Regions from separate parts of the Sus scrofa genome. Here region 2 is linked to region 1. A link is a contact called in public HiChIP or PLAC-seq data. All regions are on one chromosome and are shown on one strand. The core of a region is the stretch at or near the end of the contact, and the rest is flanking DNA. Distances in the headings are between cores, read along the strand shown.

Evidence for each region. HiChIP or PLAC-seq counts read pairs in DNA pulled down with a chosen protein or histone mark.
Region 2: an H3K27ac HiChIP or PLAC-seq map of skeletal muscle shows a contact between it and region 1, with 5 times the contacts expected there. The contact joins the promoter of MYBBP1A here to the promoter of ZZEF1 in region 1. A contact is called at or near these places in 1 of 5 promoter capture datasets (liver) and 1 of 2 datasets of contacts at active chromatin or transcription factors (skeletal muscle).

The regions. Positions count from the first base shown.
Region 1 is chr12:50,151,977-50,159,312 of Sscrofa11.1, forward strand. It overlaps ZZEF1 (zinc finger ZZ-type and EF-hand domain-containing protein 1), which reads right to left and starts at 3,282. Exons shown (of 56, transcript XM_021067699.1): 1 at 2,906-3,282. The coding sequence starts at 3,259. LOC100520452 (neuferricin) reads left to right here and starts at 3,240. Exons shown (of 4, transcript XM_021067695.1): 1 at 3,240-3,489; 2 at 7,132-7,272. The coding sequence starts at 3,258.
Region 2 is chr12:50,502,476-50,509,815 of Sscrofa11.1, forward strand. It overlaps MYBBP1A (myb-binding protein 1A), which reads right to left and starts at 3,610. Exons shown (of 26, transcript XM_005669133.3): 1 at 3,346-3,610; 2 at 3,029-3,127; 3 at 2,292-2,375; 4 at 2,129-2,203; 5 at 1,920-2,027; 6 at 185-360; 7 at 1-68. The coding sequence starts at 3,552. GGT6 (gamma-glutamyltransferase 6) reads right to left here. Exons shown (of 4, transcript XM_021067705.1): 2 at 7,226-7,340; 3 at 7,027-7,140; 4 at 5,026-6,472. The coding sequence ends at 5,433.

The DNA of each region.
Region 1 (7,336 bases), core at 2,032-4,531:
GACTCCCCCAACCTGGTCCCCACCTGCTTCCTAGTCTGGTTCTCCTGCTGCATCCCACCACCTAGCCATGTGAGTCAAAGACTGCTAAACTGTAATCCAATGTCTGTTCTCCTCTTCTTCCATAATTCAATCTTGATTTTTAGCTTAATAAATGGTCATGGAATAAGGATCTTTCCCAGCCTCCCTTGCAGTTAATGTGGTCATGTGACTGGGTTTGGGCCATTGGGATGAGCCATGCCCTCAGGAGAGGTGTTGGCTCCCTTCTTCCTTTTCCCTTTCCTGCCGGATAGACTGTGGAAAGTGAAAGCAAAGGAGTCACTTGGGTCTTTAAGTGGAGGGTGACAGCACAGCAAGACGGACGGAGCCAGGCCCTTGATAACTGTGAAACTGCCAGAGCACTCCGGGACCGCCTACCTGGACTTTTACATCAAAATCTCCTTTATTGCTTCAAGCACTGATGCACTAGGTTTTCTGTCCCTTGAAGCAGTTCTGTAACCCTAACACATCATACCATTTTTTTCAGATGCTCCACCCTCTAGACTTGGGACTTGGGCATGCAACGCCCTCCGCCTGAAACACTGCTAATGCTTTCTGCTCCTTGTCTGCTTTCAGTCCTCAAATCTGAGCTGAAAAGTCTTCCTTGACACCCTAGATGAGGTTAAATACTCCTGTTACTTTTTGTCTTTACTCATCTCCTTGGATAACACTCACCACACCTATTATTGCTGGGTGATGTGTATCTCTTTCAGTACTGGATACTCTTTGAGAGCAAGCATCTGCTTTGCCCACTGTCATCCAAGCGCTTGGCACTCAGCACATGCCCAACAAATATTTGCTCAGTGAATGAATGGGTAACGTCATGGCCCTTGAGTGATTTCTGGACCACACCTCTAGGACTTCTTGGCCTTACATCACAGGACTCTTTTAGCTCTACTTCTGTCAGACACCCTCACCACGTAAACACTTTCTCTCCATTCTCTTTTGGACAACTGTGAAATGCGCCAACTCCTTCAAGAAATCTGCACAGCTCTTCTGACACCATGTCATTTTCTCACAATACACCTAGGACTAGAATGGAAATTATTATGTGTGCTCCTGGAATTCAAAAAAAAAAAAGAGTAGGAAAACGAAAACCTTCACTGTGTCACATGACCAACACCAACATTTTCAAGAGACAGGATGAGTTACAGGTATTTTAAAAGGAAAACAGAAGAAACAAACCACATTACCTGAAGTCTGGCCACGAGGAGGAAAACATTCTTAAAGTATTTTAAAAAACCTCTGGTTTGAAAGTGTACATCACTTTTGAATGGCATCTTGAGAACCTGTCAGTTTACTGCTTTACATGTTCACCTTTCATTGACACTGAATATACTACGTAGTTTACCCATTCTGACAAATTAAGCACCTTTTTGCTACTACACTGTAGAAAGAGGGCCCAGGGGAGTTCCCGTCGTGGCATGGCAGAAACGAATCCTACTAGGAACCATGAAGGTGTGGGTTCGATCTCTGGCCTCGCTCAGTGGGTTTAGGATCCAGCGTTGCCATGAGCTGTGGTGTAAGTTGCAGACGTGCCTCGGATCTGCCCTTGCTGTGGCTATGGTGTAGGCTGGCAGCTGTAGCTCCGATTACCCCTAGGAAACCTCCATATGCTGCGGGTGTGGCCATAAAAAAGACAAAAGACAAAAAAAAAAAAAAAAAAAAAAGAGAGAGAGAGAGAGAGAAAGAAAGAAGCAGGGCCCAGGAAGGAGGTAGCAGGACACAGAACAAACAAACAAACCAAAAAACTCCCCAAGAAATCTGAGTGACAGTTTCAGTTTTGTCAACTGATTCACAGGGCAAGCCTAGATCAGTTCTCTTTTAAACTCTGAAATGAAGTGTTTGGGGGAGTTCCCATTGTGGCACAGCAGAAAAACCTGACTAGTATCCATGAGGATGCGGGTTTGATCCCTAGCCTCACTCAGTGGGGTCCGAGACCTGGCGTTGCTGTGAGCTGTGGTGTAGACCACAGCCAAGGCTCGGATTCAACATTGCTCTGGCTGTGGTGTAGGCTGGCAACTGAAGCTTCGATTCGACCCCTAGCCTGGGAACTTCCACATGACGAGGATACGGCCCTAAAAAAATAAAATAAAATGAAGTGTTTGGTATAGATAATTGCCAAGATCTCTTCTAAGGAAAACATTTTCTTGCCGAATCAATTCACTGTTCATCACTTAGCAGAGATGACGTTGATGATTATGCCCCAAACTGTACAATTACAAGTAGTCACATGAAACCTGGTATTTGCCTATCAGTTTTAGGTTCGAGGGACATTTAAGAGAGTCTAAAACATGGTTCTTCAAAAACCTAAAAGCTAACATGTGTTTTGGAAAAGCCAGTTTTTGTGGTGAGAGTGCCTTTCAGAATGTGAATTTTTCCAGTAAATGTTACTCTCCTCCCACATTTGCTGGGCCCCCACACTGGATTTGGAAGGTGCGGGCTAAAAACCCACGAGCCTATAAAACAGAATGGTTCTCATGGCCACTCCCTTGATCCCTGCACCACATCTTAAACCATTCTGGAGCATGATCACTAAGCTCCAGAGGGCAGCTGAACCAGTGTCAGGGGACAGCGCAAAGGTCTGTACTACAGCAACATGCAGACACATCTAGGCTTGGTCAGTACTTCTGAGTAAGAACGACCTAGGCTTTCTACATGCCCAGTAAAGGTTAAAGAGATTCACAGTCGACCCGCTCGAGCAGGCTGGAAGCGCCAGTATAGGTCCCGGCACACCCTTGCTCCTAGTTTCAGAACCTGCAGACCCTATGGATTCCCGCCTAGGCTCTCCAAAGCCACCACCCACCTCTTCACGCCCTTGGGGATGACTGCCCCTGCCCCCGCCCCACAATCTCCAGTCAGCCCTGACCTCCTCGAACTGCTCGCCCGAGCAGCCGGCGCCACGAGCCTCCAGCACCTCCCGGAACTGCTCCAGGGTGACGGACTCCTCGCCGCGGCCCAGCCGTTCTTCCAGCCAGCGCAACAGCGCGCCGTGGTGCCTAGACACCAGAGACTCGCAGGGTGGGGTGGGCCGCAGCGCAGCCGCCGCCTCTCGCAGCCGAGCCGGCTCCAGCAGAGCCGCGGCCGGGGGCAGCGCCGGGGCCGCGGGGCCCGGGCCGGGGGTCGTGCCGGAGTCCGCGGCCCAGTCTTGGTGCGGGCTCCAGCCTTCGCCCCCGGCGGCTCCCGCCTCGTCTTCACTGCTGTGACTCGGAGCGTTCCCCATGGGGTTTCCGCCTCGGGCGCCCGGCTCGGCCGCCGCCGCCGCCTCCCCGCCACGACCTGTCAACCTCCGACGGCACCCGGCGGGCGGGGACGGGGAGGGGACGACGGCGGCGGCTGCGGCTTCCGGCTTCCTCGCCCACAAGCGAGGACTACTGTCGCAACGACGCCGTCAGGCGGACTCCACCGGCTGTCGTGAAACAGCTAACCGAGGACAGCCGGATTTCCAGGAGGGTGCGTCTCCAGTTATGTCTACGTCATCCCCCAGCCTCCTTTTGCCACCATCTTTGTTGGGGGCGGCAACTTGAGGGCCCAGAAAGCTTGTCGCTGCTCACTTTCTCGGTATCGTTCCACGTTCACTACCTATGCTGGTAAAGTACGAGAAAGAGTTGGAGCTAAGTAGTGACGCTTTTGCCAAAGACTTCCCTTTCCGTGGTCCCCTTAACGACAGGAGGACACGGGAGAGCGCGCGTCGCGCCGATGACGTTGCGGCGGCTCCTCCACCATCTTGGTTGTGGACGGAGGTGGCAACTTCGGAGCAGCGGAGGGGTACAGCTGTCTAAATGCCGAGGCTCGGCGGGCGTGGGCTCTGGCTGGGCCTGGCCGCGGCGGCGGTGGCGGCGATGATCGCTCGGCTGACAGGCTGGTGGAGTCCCCGCGCTGACTTCCGCCTTTTCATACCCGAGGAGCTGGCCCGCTATCGCGGCCGCCCTGGGGACCCTGGCCTCTACTTGGCCTTGCTCGGCCGCGTCTACGATGTGTCCTCTGGCCGGAGGCACTACGAACCTGGGGCCCCGTATAGCGGCTTCGCAGGTATTAGCCGGGCGGCTCCCGCCGTTTCCTGCTACGACGCGGGCGGGTTGCCGACTGCGTTTCATTCATTCACTCATTCATTCGTTCCTTCGTTTATTCATCTGCTTTTTTTTTTCCTACCCACATTTGTCAGACCACTTTGGGGGCCGTTCTCAGATACATCATCGTTCTGGTCTGTTTTGACTCTGGCAGGACTGTGGGCACCTGTTACCTGCCTCTGTCCTGTCTCCCCACCGCTCTTCGTGACTTAGGTTGAACAAATACATCTCTTGCCTGTTGTTCACTCTTTCACCGCCAGTAGAATACCTACTTTGTGCCACATTGCCTAGCTCTCAAGGCAGAGATGAGTGAGGCCCTGGCCCTGCCCTCAGAGTTGCCCTGCTGATTAATCATTTCTATAGTGTGTTCCAATCCAAAGTGACTTTTCTTTCACCCCACTCCAAATTTTCCCTAAGAAGCTTGAATCGTTCTTGCTTCTAGTATAGACGTACTTGTCTGCCTTCCTTGAAAAAGCTTATCAGAGTTCCCTGGTGGCCTGGTGGTTGAAGATCCCACTTTGCTACTGCTGTGGCTGGGGTCACTGCTGTGGTGCAGGTTCATTCCCTGGCCCAGGAACTTCTCAATGCAGTGAGCATGGCCAATAAATAAGTAAAATCCATCCTTTTTAAGAGAGTACAATTCAGTGTGTTTTTGTTTTCATTTTGGCTGCCTGGCGGCATATGTAGCTCCCAGGGCAAGGATCAACTCCAGCTGTGTCAATGGCCAAATACTTTAACCCACTGTGCCCAGAGGGGGATAGATCCTTTGTCCTGGTACTGCAGGAACATGGCTGATCCCGTTGCACCACTGTGGGAGCTCCATCAGTGGTTTTTAACATAGAAAGTTGTGCAAACACCACCACTAACTAATTCCAGAGCATTTTTTATCATCCCCCAAAGATACTCCTTATCTGTTAGGAGTCATTCCCCATTTCCTCCTACTATGCCCCTGGCAACAAATAACCTACTTTTTTTCTTTTTTAGGGCCACACCCACAGCATATGGAAGTTCCCAGGCTAGGGGTAGAATCAGCTGCAGCTGCCAGCCTTTGCCACAGCCACGTCGTGGAATCTGAGCCACATTCGTGATCTATGCTGCAGCTTGTGGCAATACTGAATCCTTAACCCACTGATCAAGGCCAGGGATTGAACCTGCATCCTCATGGATACTAGTCGGGTTCTTAACCTGCTGAGACATAACGGGATCTCCTATTTGTTTTCTTTTTGATAATAGCCATTTTGACAGGGGTGAGGCGATATCTCCTGACTTTGATTTTCATTCCCCTAATGATTAGTGATGCTGAGTATCCTTTGGGAAAAATGTCTCTTCATGTCCTCTGCCTTTTTCTTTTTCTTTTTGGCCACTCCTAGAGCATGCAGAAGTTCCCAGGCCAGGGATCCACAGCAATAACTAGAGCCATGACAAAGCTTAACTTGCAAGATTTTTTTTGGGGGGGGTGGGGGGGTTGATGTTGAGTTATATGAGTTCTTTGTATATTTTAGATACTAACCCTTTTTCAGATGTATTACTTGCAAATATCTTCTCCCTTTCAGTAGGCTGCCTTTTCATCTTGTTGATAGTTTCCTTTGCTGTGCAAAAGTTTGAAGTCGTTTCCTTTGTTTAGTTTTGCTTTTGTTTCCCTTGCCTGAGGAGACATATTCCCCAAAATAACGCTAAGACCAATGCCAAAGAGCATACTGCCTATGTTTTCTCATGGGAGTTTTATGGTTTCGGGCCTTCACTCTCTTGCAGTATCCTTTAATGCACAAAATATAAAATTTTTCACCAAATCCAGTTTATTTTACCTGCGATTGCTTGTGCTTTTGGTGTCCTAAGAAACCATTGCCTCATCCAAGGTCACAAAGATTTACGCCTATGTTTTCTTGTAAGAGATAGTTTTAACTCATATTGATTTGAGACAATTTTATATATGGTGTGTGGTAATTTCATTCTTTTGCATGTTGCTGTTCAGTTATCCAAGCCCCATTAGCTGTGAAGACTATTCTTTTCCTCATTGAATTGATACTCATATTGAAAACCAAGTGATTCTAAATGAGCGGGTTTCATTCAGTCAGTATTTTATTGAGAATTTACCAAAAATCAGGCACAATGGCATTCCCTTCATGGCTCTGCAGTTAATGAACCCAGCTAGGACCCATGAGGACATGGGTTCGATCCCTGGCCTCGCTCAGTGGGTTAAGGATCTGACGTTGCTGTGAGCTGTGGTGTAGGTTGCAGACAAGGCTTGGATCTGGCGTTTCTGTGGCTGTGGCTGTGGCGTCGGCTGGCAGCTGTAGCTCTGATTTGACCTCTAGCCTGGGAACTTCCATGTGCCTCAGCTGTGGTCCTAAAAAAAACCTCGAAAACAACAACAGGCACTACCGCATACTGGGGAATTGATTGTAAAGGAGTTTGGTGTGTTCCTTTCCCTGCTAAAACATGCAGACTAGTGGAAAATACAGACACTAAATAGTTACATAAGCAACGAATGAATGATTTTTGTGACAAGTGTTAAGGAGAGCATCCTGGTGTTAGCAGAGGCCTGATCTAGTGGGGGAGGGGAGAAAGGGAGCGCGGTGGCAAGGCGAGGTGGGTGGCAGCTGGCGTAGGGCCCTGAGTGGCATGTTAAGGGACATGTATGTTGTCATAGGGCAAAAGGAAGCCAGGGAGGATTTTTAAGCAAGAGAATAACACGATCAGTTTGTTTAAAATATCAGTCTAGGAGTTCCCGTCGTGGCACAGCAGCGAAAACAAATCCAATAAGGAACCACGAGGGTGTGGTTTCGATCCCTGGCCTCGCTCAGTAGGTTAAGGATCCGGTGTTGCCGTGAGCTGTGGTGTAGGTTGCAGACGCGGCTTGGATCCTGCGTTGCTGTGGCTGTGGCGTAGGCCAGTGGCTACAGCTCCGATTCAACCCCTAGCCTGGGAACCTCCATATGCCGAGGGAGCGGCCCAAAAAATGGCAAAAAGACAAAAAAAAAAAAAAAAAAAAAAAGTCAATCTGCTGGAAGCATGTCTCCTACAGGCCGAGATGCATCCAGAGCGTTTGTGACCGGGGACTACTCTGAAACAGGCCTTGTGGATGATGTATCTGACCTGTCATTTTCTGAGATGCTGACACTCCAAAACTGGCTTTCATTCTACGAGAAGAATTATGAATTCATTGGTGGGTATTCTCCAGGCCATTTCCATGGCATTCATTTATGTGTCCCGCAGTTTTTTTAAGGGGT
Region 2 (7,340 bases), core at 2,360-4,859, 350 kb after region 1:
GAGCCACGGCGGGCAGCTTGCGCTCCTTCTTCACAGAGGTGGCCGCCATCTTCAGCACAGTCACCAGCCTGTGGAAGATGGCAGAGGGAACTCAGGGCCAGGCTCCCGGGGCCGTGGGGACAGCCTCCCCCCAGGCGGTGGCACGAAGCCAAGCTGGAGGGCCCACCCGCCAGCTCCCTCGCACCTGGGGATGTTCTCATCTGAGAACAGGTTGACCGGTCCCATCAGCTTCTCCAGCTTCTTGGGCACCTTCTGCTGGGCCAAGAGGAACAGCTCCAGGTGCTCAGGGGAGCCGAGAACTGAACTCAGCTCGGTCTTGAGGACCTTCGGCAGCACCTCCTGCAACACGGCCTCAGGGACCTGGTGTGGGGGGGACTGGTTGAGGGAGAGGGGCTCCCTCATGGCACCCTTGGTCCCTCCCCCTGCAGGGAGAGCCCTTTGGGTCCCATTCCACCTGCCCAGCTCCCACAAGGCCCCTGGTACAGTGCCAGCCCAAGGAGGAACAGTCACAACTACCTATCAGACACCATGACCAGAGGGTATCTGTTAAAAAAGCTCAAATCCCCAAGCCCCAGAAGCTAGGTTTAAACGAGCTCCTCTCTGGCGCTCACTGGCCCAGGTGTGCCCTTTTGATCATTCCTCTTTTGAGTCTTTCAGGATTAGCCTCTTCCTTTTCTTCCCTCCTTCCTTTCTCCCTGGCTGCGGCATACAGCGGCTTGGTGCAGGATCTTTGTGAAAGCACCAAGTCCTAACCACTAAACCACCAGGGAACTCCCAGGACCAGCTTGCTTCTTATACAAGGAGCTCCAAGTGAAGAGTTGGGATTCGAACTCCGGGTCCTTCTGGCTCTGTGGCTGGGGCTGTAAAGAAAGCCTTGGCCTGGGACGTGCCAGTCCCTGCCTCTTCCCCAACAGCAAAGGATTCTAGGTCCTAGTCCGCCTCCATTTCCCAAGCAGAGTGGTGGGGACCCCCCGAAGGGGCCAGCTCCGACCCAGACAATAATGGCCAACAGGTTTCACCCTCTTGCTACCCAATATGGCAGCCACTGGCCCCACATGGACACAGCACTTAGAATTCGCTATTCTGAATGGACACGTGCTGTCAGTGTAAAATGCATACCGGGTTTTGGAGACTTAACATGAGAGGAACCATAAAATACCTCTACAGCTTTTTTCTTTTTTTAAGGGCTGTTCCCGGGCCAGGGGTCAAAATGGAGCTGCAGCTACTGGCCTATAGATCTTTTTCGAAAAAAATTTTATGGCCGCCATCTGTGTGTGGCATATGGAAGTTCCCATGCCAGGGATTGAAACCGAGCCACAGCTGTGGCAAGCCAGGTCTTTTAATCCACTGCACCGGGCTGGGGAACAAACCTGCACCTCCGCAGGAACTCGAGCTGCTACAGCCAGATTCTTAATCCTCTGTGCCATGGTGGGAACTCCTCAACTACCTCCGTACCTTTTTTTTTTTTTTTGTCCTTTGTATTTTTAGGGCCACACCCGCAGCATATGGAGATTCCCAGGCTCGGGGTCTAATTGGAGCTACACCTGCCAGCCTACACCACAACTCACAGCAATGCCGGATCCTTAACCCACTGAGCAAGGCCAGGGACCAAACCTGCACCCTCATGGTTCCTAGTTGGATTCATTTCCACTGAGCCAGGACACTGGAACGACTCCTCTGTAACTTTTTATACCGATTACAGACTAAAGTGATACTGCAGATATACTAGGTTAAATAAAACATGCTACTCAACTATACTTGTTTCTTTTTACTTTTTAAACTTAGTTACTACAAAGTGTCACAGTGCACATTTATGTATCTGTGGACAGTCCTGCTTCCAGGCATTAACTTGAGTCTTCCCCACGTTCTGGAACAGGCTGCGCTATCAATCAGAGGCCCCAAAGCTGGTGAGCCAGTACCTCAGAAAGGATGTCCACCAGGGCCTTCTGGGGCTGCTCCTGCAGGTGGTTGTAGTGCTGAGCCAGGACTTGCAGCAGCTTCACCGACTTCATCAGCACCTCCGAGTCCTGGGACCCCCCCAGAAGGGGACAGGGTGTCAACAGGGCTCTGCCACTCCTCCAACTCCCAAGCTAGTCCACACGCGCCCTGGGATCCCCAAGGCTCTTACCTTCACCAGCCTGCCTGACTGAAAGAGGGCTAGCACCCCAAACAGGTTTGCAAAGAGAGCTGGTCTCATCATCCCCTGGAAAAGGATTCCAGGCACTGGTGAGAAGGGCCCAAGCGCTCCCCACCCCGGGGCTGCCGACTTCCCTGGGGCCACTAATTCTCACCTTCTTCACCTTCTGCAGGTTATACTTCTCCTGTATCTGCTGCAAGATGCTGCAGAGAGGGATGTCTTCAAAAGACTGTAACAGCTGCCAGGAGGAAGAGAGGGGCTCAGGGGAGCGGCCCAGCCACATCCCTCAGACCTCAACCTCCTCCCACTTCTCCCTTCAACTTCTGCCCAGAGTCCATGGGCCCCTGCTCCCATCCAAAGGACGCCTCAAAAGCTGCCTACGCCCCACCCCATGCTGGGCAGTGCTGACGATGGAACACTGCAGTGAATGGAGAGAAATCTTGCCTCCCTGTTTCAGAAAGTACTTCCTTTAGCCCCTGGACTGTGCCCCGAGATCCCCGAGACATTCTGCCCCAGAGCCTGCTGAGCTCCCCCCAGGCTGATCCACAAGGACTGGGTGGCCTATAATTAGCCAAGTGGGGGGGGCGGACCCTGAACCCTAAAAAGGTAAGTGAACCCACTCCAAAGCTTACTGCCCACAGTAAATGTACCTTGGTGGTTGGTGAACCCATGTACTCAAAAGCAAACTCACCCTCCCACTCCACCTGCCTGGGCGTCTCTGCAGAAAGATCTTGCTCACACACTCTCTCCACGTCCACGTGGGGACACCCTCCATTAGCTCCGACGCCACCCCAACAACCTCTCAGCAGCCACTTCCCCCGTATCTGCCCTCCTCACTCCCCACCGCTCCGAGTAGGATGGCTGGCCTCCTCCAGGGAGCCACCACCTCACCTGTGCTAGGGCCAGACTGTAGCAGGGCCGGGCTGTTTCACGTCCGACCCCGAGCCCGGTGATTAGGCGCTTCAGGGCGTACTTCATCTCGGACGATCCCTGAGGAACCAAGCACATCCCCAGGTGCACCAGGGAAAAGACGCGTCAGGCACCCGCCCATCCTCGCGCTTCGGCGCGCATTCGCCTCGGCCTCCAGGTTCGCGACTCCATGACCCCAGTCCCGAGTCCTGGGGCCCGCCGCCATATTTTTGCCGGGATCTACGCAGCTTCCTGCCCCCAAGCCCCGCAGATTCCTGCCCCAGGCCCCGCCACCACACCTTTGGCCTTGCGCGCAGATACTCCAGCAGCTTCTCCGTGGCCTCAAGCCGCGTCTCCTGCTGCGGCTTCGCAATGTCCCAGAAGAAGTCCAAGAACTCGCGGCTGTGCTTCAGCAGACCATGACGGTCGGCAGGCCCGGCGCCCGTCTTCGGGACCTCCACCGGAGACACAGGCTCAGCGACGTCCATACTCTCCGTCTCCGCCATGCTCGTGGAACACGTGGGACCTGAAGACTGCCTCTTCCGGGTCAGGTCGCGGCGCGTGCGCACTGGGTTGGGTCGGCTGGGGGCGGAGCCGGTTGGGGGCGGGGGAAAGGGCGGGGCCGGGCCGGGCCGGGGGCGGCTGGGCCCTTCCGCGCTCACTCAGGGAGCTCAGGAGTTTGGATTTTATTCTGATTGTAATAGGAAGTCATTGGAGGGTTTTATGCAGGGACAAGTCTTGATCCTATCCATACTTTTAGCAGACTAGTCTTCTTTGTGTGGGGGATGGATTGCAGGAGAGCAGGGGTGGAAGCAGGAAGACCAGTTGCACAGTGGTGGATTGGACCAAGGTAATATGAGAAAATTCCAGCTAATTTGGAGCTGGTAGAAGGTGATGAAAAAGAGAAGGATGATAGGTTTGGGGCCAAAATAAGTGGGTAGATTGTGAGAGTTCCCCTTGTAGCTCAGTGGCTTAAGAATCTGACTAATATCCGTGAGGATGCAGGTTTGGTCCCTGGCCTCATCCAATGGGTTAAGGATCTGGTGTTGCCGAAAGCGGAGGCTTTAAGTCACAGACACATCTTGGATCTGACGTTGCTGTGGCTGTGATGTAGACCGGCAGCTGCAGCTCCCTCCGATTTGACCCCTGTCCTGGGAACTTCCATATTCTGGAGGTGTGGCCCCTAAAAAAAGAAAAACAAAGAAAGTGGGTAGACTGTGATATCATTTACTGAGCTGGGGGAACTAGTGTTTGTGGGGGGAGCAAGGAGGGAGAGGTGGTGGGATCAAAAGTCCTCTTAGATCAGAGATACCGTTTACAGTGCAGGAGAGGAGAGCTACTGGCCACCCCTATTTCTTGGCTTGACAAGCTGTCTCTAGAGGGTTATAGTTCAGAGAGACCCCAGCCCTTAGGGAGGCAGGGAGGGGAGGGCCTTGGCTACCCAGATCCGGCCCCTTTTGTGGCCCCCGGGGCACCTCCTACTCACCCTCTCAACCCCTCCCTCTGCTGTCTGTTTCAGAAAATGTGAATAAGCAGTTGGGAGTTTCCTTTGTGGTGCTAGCGGTTAACGAATCTGACTAGGAACCATGAGGTTGCAGGTTCGATCCCTGGCCTTGCTCGGTGGGTTGGGGATCCGGTGTTGCCGTGAGCTGTGGTGTAGGTTGCAGACGCTGCTCGGATCCCACGTTGCTGTGGCTCTGGCGTAGGCCGGCAGCTGCAGCTCCGATTTGACCTCTAGCCTGGGAACGTCCATATGCTGCGGGAGCAGCCCTAGAAAAGGCAAAAAGACAAAAAGAAAAAAAAGAAAATGTGAATAAGCAGTTTACTTTGTACACATGGTGCCTCAGGAGGCAGAAGGTAAGCAGAACAGGGGGGGAGCAAAAAATCACCAGGCACCAGCTCTGCATCTGTGGGCGAAGCCTGGACCACAGGCACCTCAAAAGCTGATGTGAAATTAACCAAGCAGCAGGAAGGGCACATGAGAGCCAGGAGACTTGATCTTTATTTTGTTCCCAGCCCTCTCGAGGGAGATTAGCAGCTGTGGCCTGAAGGGGAGAATGGACATGCCAGCAATGCCCAGGCTCTGTCTGCTCTGCCCAGGGGCTCAGAGCCCAGGCTGGGGGCATGGGGGCATTGGGGCATGGCATTCTCCCACCTGTCCTACCCAGACTGGATCCAAACGCTAGCCCTGGTATTCGTTCCTCATCGTCCTTAGGCTCCGTAGCTGATAAAAGATTTGGAACTCGAGTCCAGGCAACTGACCAGGTCCTGAGCCATCAGTGAGTGCACACGCCATGCATGCTCTTTATGCACACCATCGCTGCTGGGCCTGCTCTGCCCCTGCCTCCAGGTTGGAGACTCCCACCTGCCCAACACTGCCCCCTCCTTAAAACCCCTGGAAGGGGCAGCAGCCCCCGGGGACACTGGAGACATGGGAGTGCTCTGAGTGGGCTGCCACCTGGAGTAGGGTTGCGTGGCCACAAGCTCTGAGGCTCCCTGTTGGTCCTTGCTGGGTCTGGTGCGGGTGCTGAGCCTGGGTTTGGGGCCTGGCCAGGTGGCTGAGCAGGGCGTGAGACATGACTCTGGTCACTGTGGGGGTCCCTGAAGCCACCAGCCCCAACACATCGGTCTCTGGGTCATCTGGGCTACCACGAAGGATGAGGGGACACGCCCAGGCACTAGTTGCAGACTTGGCCACTAGGTTGCTGAGTAGAACCCCGGTGCTTGGGGACAAGTGTCCAGAGCCAAAGGAGCTGTTGAGAGAGGAGGTGAGAAGCAGCACCGAGCCGCTGCTGTCCACGGTGGCGAGGACACTGCTCATGGGGGTCACAGCGGCTGGTGGGAGTGGTGGGCAGGGGTTGGGGCTGGGTCCTTCTGAGTGAAGGGCTGCCTCTATTAGTTCCAGCAGTTCCGGGCCAGCTGAGGGGCTGGGGGTGGTGAACACGGTGCCCTGGGACACAGGGAGCTGCAGTGCCGGCTCCAGGGTGGGCATGGGCCTGGCTGAGGGGCCCTCCAGCCCCAGGTCTCTGGCCAGCAGACTCAGTAGAGCCTCTCCAGCAAGGTCCGGGGTGCGGGCCAGGGCAGCCCTGCGGAGCACAGCTGCCAGTTTGGGGTTGGTGGCACGGGCCCCAGGGCCCAGGGGCATCCCGTCCATCTGGCAAAGGAGTGGACAGATGCCCTTTGGGCCCTGGGCTGCCAGAGCCCTGGCCAAGGGTGCGTCCACCAGGAAGCCCTCTTGAGCCAGCGTGGTGGGGCCCAGCAGCAGGTGTGGCCAGGGCAGGCGGCCAAAGCGGGCATGTAGCAAACTCAGGGCGGGCAGAGCCGAAGGCAGCCCCAGCCCAGGGGCCAGGGCCTGGGCTGGGCCTGACGTCAGGGCAGTTGAGTTGCCCGAGGAGCCATTGTGGAAAAGGCCCCAGAACGTGGCACCTGGAAGGAGACAAAGGGGTCACACAGGGTCAGGGGCACTGACTGGGGCCAGGGGCACTCAGTAGTCCCTGTAACCTCTCCCCTTTTTTTCTTTTTAGGGCTGTACCTGTGGCATATGGAAGTTCCCAGGCTAGGGGTCAAATCGGAGCTGCAGCTGCCAGCCACAGCCACAGCCACGCTGGATACTTAACCCACTGACCAGGCTGGGGATCAAACCTGCATCTTCATGGATACTAATTGGGTTCTTAACCTGATGAGCCACAGTAGGAACTCTGGTCCCTGTAACCCTTCAACTGAAGGGTCACTGACAACCTGGGGTTAGTGACTGATCACAGCCTCAGGTTGAGGCTACTGCCTGAGTCCTGCTCACTAGCCAGCCTTGAGGTCAAGGCCACTGACTGCCTAAGTTGGGATTGTGGGTCACTCAGGTTGAGGCTACTGCCTGGGTCCTGCTCACTAGCCAGCCTTGAGATCAAGGCCACTGACTGCCTAAGTTCCAGGTTCCTGATTGGGCCCAGGGTCAGGGTCACTGTCTGGGATTGTGGGTCACTGACCTAGCCCTGTGGCGTGAGGATGCACCACTGCCAGACACAAAGCTGCTCCAACTCCAGCATCCACGACATTGCCCCCAGCAACAAGCAGCTCTTGGCCCAGCTGGGAGCACGTGGCTGTGGCAAGAAAGGGACTGTCATGGGGGTGCTGGGACCAGTGACCCCAGCTGCTTCCCTCCCCCGAGCTGCTTCTAGCACTGACCTGCAGGGCTGATGATGGCGCCGTGGTGGTATACACCTGGCCTGTGGGAGTGCCCGCTGCGTGGAGGGGCCCCAGAGCCCAAGGTTCCTGGAGAGCCACCGCTGCTGTGGAGCTG